2 separate regions of the Anas platyrhynchos genome follow, and region 2 is linked to region 1. Evidence: chromatin contacts called from public Hi-C data. All regions are on one chromosome and are shown on one strand. Each heading gives the region's core, a stretch centred on a gene start, on an enhancer-like site or on the middle of the called end of the contact. The rest is flanking DNA. Distances are from core to core; before and after follow the strand shown.

The links. Hi-C and Micro-C count contacts between places; a contact is called where the count stands out from the background.
Region 2: a contact with region 1 is called in a Hi-C map of liver, with 2.5 times the contacts expected there. The contact joins the promoter of EXTL3 here to the enhancer-like site in region 1. A contact is called at or near these places in 3 of 8 Hi-C or Micro-C datasets (liver, skeletal muscle and subcutaneous adipose tissue).

The regions. Positions count from the first base shown.
Region 1 is chr3:118,797,796-118,801,344 of IASCAAS_PekinDuck_T2T, reverse strand. All of the region lies in intron 5 of EXTL3 (exostosin like glycosyltransferase 3), which reads left to right. Among named protein-coding and RNA genes, the nearest start is that of INTS9, 78 kb to the right of the region's middle. Within about 2 kb of position 1,739, at least 2 of the 8 cell types and tissues checked have an H3K27ac peak or open chromatin away from gene starts, as enhancers often do.
Region 2 is chr3:118,889,253-118,892,801 of IASCAAS_PekinDuck_T2T, reverse strand. It overlaps EXTL3 (exostosin like glycosyltransferase 3), which reads left to right and starts at 1,606. Exons shown (of 9, transcript XM_038177715.2): 1 at 1,606-1,834. It overlaps LOC140002274 (a long non-coding RNA gene), which reads right to left. Exons shown (of 8, transcript XR_011808622.1): 3 at 3,548-3,549.

The DNA.
Region 1 (3,549 bases), core at 490-2,989:
TTGGCTCCCCGAATTACGCAGCTCTCCTAAGGGTGCCCTTTTGGTTTTGTCCTGATGAAGACCTGACATGAGCAATGAGCTTCCCGCTTGCTTGCAGAGCTTGCTCTTTGCCCACAAATCAATCTGCTTCTCTAAGCGGAGCTGTCAGGATTTCTCCAAGGGCACAGACATTCTTCATGTTTTCGCCACCAAATTAGATGTGACGCTTAATTTAAGGCTTAGGCATAAAGCCTCACTAGACATTGCTGGAAGACACCGATTTTACTAAATTTTTGTATTTATGTATAAATATTCTGCATAAATAGGAAATATTGGTGTTGGTTGGGGCATTCTTGCTGGGCAGAGGACAGATTTATGCTTTCTTTTAGCTCTGTCTAACGCTTTTAAGATCTTTTTGGCCAGCATGGCCATGAACAACGCCAGGAGCAAATGGATGTATTAAACAGGTTTGGGCTGAGTTTCGGGGTTTCGTGCTCCTTCAGTCAAAAGAAACTTGTGGAATGAAATCACCTCGATTTGCTGACAGGAGCAGAAGTCTCTAATATGGTGTGTGTTGTGCTGAGAAGCATTTTATGTCTTGTAGTTTTAAGACAAACATCCTAAGTGCGTAAACTGCTGAGGTGATTTGGAGCTGGGAGCCATGGCAGCGACTTTGTACAGCACCACGCTTGGTAATACCACTGGTGGCAAAGGTGTTTAAGCAAAATTGACAAGAAAAGGCCAAAAATAACCAAGGTAAAGACAGCCAGAAGTACAAAATGTGAGGCAGGAGGGGCTGGGGTTTGTGTGAAGGTCCTAACAGTGCTGCTGTGCTCTGTGGTTGGAGCCTCCCCGTTCCCTCCAGGGGAGGGTGGCTTTTTGGTGAATTTGTGTGCCTTTCTTTTAGCTGATGGGATTTTTTGAGCTCCCCAGTGCTAGAATCTCGCTGGGTGAAGGTTACTGGTGAGTAACTGGTGAGCCGGAGCTCAGCATTTCAGCGCGCGCCTCACGCTTGCTGAGGCAACTTTGGTGGGTGCTCACCCAGCTCTTGGCTCACAACCCCTGAAAAATATGATCAAAAGCCATCATTAACGTGAGGGAAGGGCAGGAGAAACGGCCCTGGGTGAGAGATGGAGAGCTTGATCTGGTTGAATAAGAACTGAAAGAGGGTTTGGTTATGGCGCCGCCCGGTCCCGTGTGGAAGAGGCCTGCTGAGGGAGCTGATGGCGGATCCCTCAGAGGAGCGAGTGGTTGGCCTTAGGTTGGACGTCCTGAGGGACACTCAGAGGAAGGATAGATTCCCCCATCTCTTAATGTCTTCAAAAGGGATTCCTTTCTGTCAGAGACACCTGAGGTGGCCACAGGTCAGGCCTGAGAAGGGGCTCCTGTGAGCGGGGCCTAACATCGGCAACATGGCTGAACTCACAGCTCCCAGCCCCACCAGCCATTTGCTGCTGGTTCTTCAGAAAGCATTTGGAGATCAACCAGTGCCAAGAAGTTTGATCTCCCAGTAACGCTGTCGAGCTGTTGTTTCACAGCAGCTTCATGGCACCTCAGGCTGAGAATATTCCAGAGAAGAGCCGGGCTTCAAGGCCCTGCCCTACCACCAGAGGAGGTCCCACAGGGTGACCAGGCCACCTCCTCTCGTCCATAAATCCCAGATTTTGGCAACATACCGTGCCTTGTGTACATATAGGGGTGTGTATGGACACCACAGTGGCTGCCTGCTTTCTCCACATGCATGGCACGGGGAGGTTGAGCTGCTATTTCTGGAGGAGTGCTTGGAGATACCCGTGGCCAAGGACACGGCCCGATAAGGCGCCGCTCAGCTGTATTTTAGGTTTGTGATGAAGTCAGGAAAAATTGCTAAATCTCACTTAATGCCACGGGAGGGAGAGGATTGGACTTCTTTATACTTGGCTGGTGTAATAACCCTTCCTTTTTCACCTAGCCTAATAAGTTCCTGAGTGCATTTGTGCCCGTAATGGCCATTTCACGCCTGACAAATCTGGCGTTTTCTGAGGCCCATTGAAATGGAAAAACCTTCGAAGAGATAGGAATGTTGCAAGTCCCCGATTCGAATACTCCTCCCCTTCCCCCTTGTAACCTGTTTTTACAAGATTAGCCACTTGTATTAAAGGAGAAAACCTTCCCAAAGGTTCACTTGTCTCTTTCTCAAAGGTTTTATTTCCCATCTCATAACGCGATGCCCTTGTTTCCCCAGCTCAGGATGCAGTGTGTGTGTTTGAGACCCAAACCCGGTCCTGCCCGAGGAAAAGGCACTGTGCTGAGCCGTCCCAGGAGGGCAGAGACAGGAGGAAGGTTTGGTCCCTTCTCGAATCGCTGCCTGCACGTCCCCGTTTGCTTTCCTGGTGCAGTCACCCAGGGGCAAGCGCAGGGATTTCCAGATGCCGCTGACTAGATGGCTGATGCCAATTAGCCGCATCCTAAAAGCGCTGTAAATTGGGACAGTTCCTTTGAAAACAAGGCATCAAAGGCAGGAGCTTTAAGTTGCTTCGAACTTTCGCTTGTGCTCACGTGGTGGATGTGCTTATTGAGTCTCGGAGGCATCTGGCTCCTCCGTAGCATCCTTCTCTTTAGGGAAGAGTTTCGTGCCAATGCACCGATCTCTCCACCCTCTGTGCTGCCCTCTTGCAGCTCCGGGGAGTGGAAATAATTTGACATTTTGCAAATGTACAAGCTGAGTCTTTCCCGAGAAGCTGAATTGAGGACCTGCAGCAAGTAGGAGGCTGCTCAATGCAAAGCCGTGGACATTTCTCAGCGTGCTGATGGGGCAGAAAGGGTTTTCTGCTGCTCGGCCCCAATTCTTTCTCTTTTGTCCTCTATCCATGTGTCTTCAGCTGGTCCAGCAGGAGCGGTAGGCAGGACCTTGCCTGGAAAGCATTAAATGCATTTCCGATGGCCTGGGTCCAACTTCTGCTAATCCTCACGAGTCAGACACCCCCGGACTTCAATGAGATCAGCCTCGGGGAGGAAATGCCACGGTACCAGCAGCGGCACAGCGTGCTGCGTGCTCTTAAGCAGGAGGATAAATTATGCATCGGCGCTGCTTTTAATAACTCTGCAGCCTTACCGGAGGGCAAGCCCAGCAACAGGAGGCGAAGCAGGCAGTCAGAAACTGGTCGTGGCCACAAGATTTCAGAAATGGAGCCTCTTTCAGAGGCACCGTGTCACACCCACAAGGACCTGACACCCGTTTTAGGGTGTTGATGAACTGGAAGGAGCCTAGAGCTGCGCCATTCATTCCCCTTCCTGCAATAAATCGTGCTTTTGGTGGCTCTCCAGCAAAATATTTTAATGCCTTCTCGTTGAACGCTCCATTTTTTGCCCCCAGTTGTTCCTGCTGACAGCTGAAGGCGCCAACACGGGCTTCACGCGGGAGTTTAATCGCGCCAGCTGTCACACGGGTCCCCGCCACAAATATTTTCCCCCTGTTAATGGCTTTTTTATGTGACCAAACGTAATCTTGTTTAATAGCATTTTACGGCCGTGACGCCTTCTTCTTTTCACCAGGCTGGACTTTATTTTAAGAGGAGAAACGGCTGGTGG
Region 2 (3,549 bases), core at 357-2,856, 92 kb before region 1:
CCAGAGGCTCCTCGTGGGGCTCAGCTTCACCTTTTTCACCCCCTTTCTCCTCGATTATTTCTCCCCAGCTGCATTAATTGCCCCCAGCTGCACTAATTGCCCCCCCAGCTGCTCTAATTACCCCCATCATGTTAATTACCCCCCAGCTGTACTAATTGCCCTCAGCCGCACGAACTCACCCCGCTGCATTCATCGCCCCCCAGCTGCACCAATTCCCCTCCCCAGCTGCATTAATTGCCCTCCAGCTGCATTAATTAGCCTCCAGATGCATTAATTGCCCCCAGTCTCATTAATCACCCCTCCAGCTGCATTATTTGCCCCACAGCCGCATTAATTAGCCACCCCAGCGGCTCTAATTACCCCCACTTGCATTAATTGCCCACCCCAGCTGTATTTATTGCCCCCAGCTGCATTTTTACCTCTAGCTGCTCTAATTATCCCCCAGCTGCATTAATTACTTACCCCAGCTGCATTAATTACCCACCCCAGCTGCATTAATTACCCCCAGCTACATCACTTCCCCAGATGTTTTAATTGCCCACCCCAACTGCATTAATTGCCCCAGCTGCATTAATTACCCAGCTACACTACTTACCCCAGTTGAATTAATTACCCCCAGCTGCACTAATTACCCCAGTTGTATTAATTGCCCCCAGCTGCACTAATTAGAGTACCTAGAGCTGTATTAATTACTCCAGCTGTATTAGGTACCCCAGCTGCATTGATTACCCCAGTTGCATTAATTAATTACCCCCAGGTGCCTTAGTTACCCCAGAGCCACGCTAATTACCCTTAGCTGCACTAGTTACCCCCACTAATTACCCCCAGCTTCACTAATTAACCCTCCCAGATGCATAAATTGCATCCAGTTTTACTAATTACCCCTCTCAGCTGCACTAATTACCCCCCCGCTGCACTGATTACCCCCTCTCAGCTGCATTAATTACCCCCAGCTGCATTAATTGCCCTAAACTTCACTAATTGCCCCTCCCAGCTGCATTAAGTGCCCCCGGGCTGCACTAATTACCCCCTAACAGCTGCATTAATTACCTCCAGCTTCACTAATTACCCCTCTCAGCTGCATTAATTGCCCCCTGGCTGCACTAATTACCCCCTAGCTTCATTAATTACCCCTCTCAGCTGCATTAACTGCCCCCCGGTTGCACTAATTACCCCCCAGCTTCACTAATTACCCCTCCTAGCTGCACCAATTACCCACTACTTCACTAATTACCCCTCCCGGCTCCACCAATTACCCCCAACTTCACTCATCACCCCTCCTAGCTGCACCAATTACCCCCAGCTTCACTAATTACCCCTCCCATCTGCATTAATTACCCCCAGCCTCATTAATTACCCCCCAACTTCAATATTTCCCCCCCCCATTTGCACTAATTACCCTCCAGCTGCACCAAATACCCCCCCAACTCCACTAATTACCCCCCAGCCTTACTAATTACCCCTCCCAGCTGCCCCAATGCCCCCCGGTTTCACTAATTACCCCTCCCAGCCTCGCTAATTACCCCCTTTAATCACTAATCCCCCCCGGCCGCCATTTTGCGGCTCGGCCACCAGAGGGCGCTGGCGGCGCGGCCTCGCCGCCTCCTCCCACAATGCAGCGGGACGGCCGCGGGCTCCGCGCGCCTCCTGCCTTCGGGCTCCGTTCGGCTCCGCTCGGAACCGCTTCGGCTCCGCTCGGCCGGGCTCGGAACCGCTCGGCCGGGTTCGGAACCCTTCGGAACCGCTCGGAACCGCTCGGCTGGGTTCGGCTCCGCTCGGCGGGCCGCGGCCGCGGGGTGAGCGCGGAGCCCCGCGCAGCCCCCGCCCGCCCCAGGTAAGCGCGGCCCCGGCTTTGATTTTTTCCCTTTTTATTATTTTTTTCCCACTCTCGTCGCGTCCGTTTGTTTATTTACCGGGTTAGGTTTGAATTTGACCTTTTACTTCAATTCTTTTTTCCGCTTCTCGCGTGTTATTTACGCGTTCACGGTACTTTCCCCGCCTCGCCTGATTTGCCCGATTTTATGGATTTCACCGCATTTTTGTCGGTTCGCCTTCCTTGGGGTGCTGCGGTTGTTTCACCCCGCTTCTCTTACCTTATTTCACCCGATTCCTCCTACTTTATCCATTTCACCCCCCTTTCTCTTACTTTATTCCACCCAATTCCTCTTTATTTCACCCCTTTTCTTTTATTTTACCTATTTCACCCTCTTTCTGTTACATTTTTCACCCCCTTTTTCTTACTTTATTTCACCCATTTTCTCCTACTTTATCTATTTCACCCCTTTTTCTTATTTATTTCACCCCCTTTCTCTTACTTCATCCATTTCACCCATTTTCTAGTACTTTTTCACCCCGTTTCTCTTCCTTTAATTATTTCACCCCATTTCTCTTACCTTATTTCACCGATTTTCCTTTTCTTTCATCTATTTCACCCCCTTTCCCTTACCTTATTTATTTATTTCACCCCATTTTTCTTACTTCATCTATTTCACCCCCTTTCTTTTACTTTGCTTACTTATTTCACCCCTTTTCTCTTATTTCATCTATTTCACCCCTTTTCTCTTACCTTATTTCACCCTTTTTTCATCCTTTTTCTATTTCACCCCTTTCTTTTGCTTTCTTTCACCCCATTTTCTCACTTTTTCAGCCTCCCCCCACCCATCCCTTGGACATTTCCCCCCCCATCCCCTCCCCATCGATTTGGGTGCTCGGGGCGAGGGCTGGGGGCTGCTGCTCCTTGGGGGGGATTTTGGGTCAAAAACAAGCGAAGTTGGGGTTAACTCGTGCCTGGCGGTCCCGCTGCGTGCAGGCGGCTGCACACATTGAGGTGAATGTTGCTGTGAATTTGGGGATTTGGGGGAAAATTGGCTGCTTTCAAAGGGCCTCGGAGCCCCCTGTGAGCATCCCCCGGAGCGGAGGCTCGGCCTCTGTGGGTTTCTCCCTTCCCCTGGGGAGATTTTGGGGATCCAGGAGGATTTGGAGAAGAGGGGGAGGCTCTGACCTGGTTTCTGGTCTAAAAACCAGAGATTTGGCTAAACCCCCCTGCTAAGGAAACATTTCTGTGCTGGGGGCTGGAGGATGCTGTCCGTGGGGGGAGGCGGTGTAGGTCGTGCCCCTGGGAAGGGTGCCCATAAAAACCCCAAAACCCTGAGATATTTCTCTCCCTGTCCCCATCCCCAATTCTGTAGACCCGGGACCAGGATGTGTGCTTTGGGGGAGGGGGAAACCTCATAATCCCTGCAGAAAAGTTTGACATTTAGCAGCAAATTACGGAATTGCTCTGGTTTGGCTCCTGTCTTTGCTTTTTTTCCCACTTTCCTGCCCCAAAATCAGTCATACACAGCCGAAACACGAATGTGAGGGACCCTCTCCTCCTTTATCACCTCCATCCGTGCTCGTGGCTGCGGTGATTTGGTCCCCGGGACATCCCGAGAAGGGTTTTGTGGCCGTGGGGTGTGTTATGATTGAAGGCTGACGGTTATTTCCCTAATCTCTTCTATTTCCCTGCTCTCCCTTTGGGATTTCCAGCCCCGTTTGCCTTTATTACCT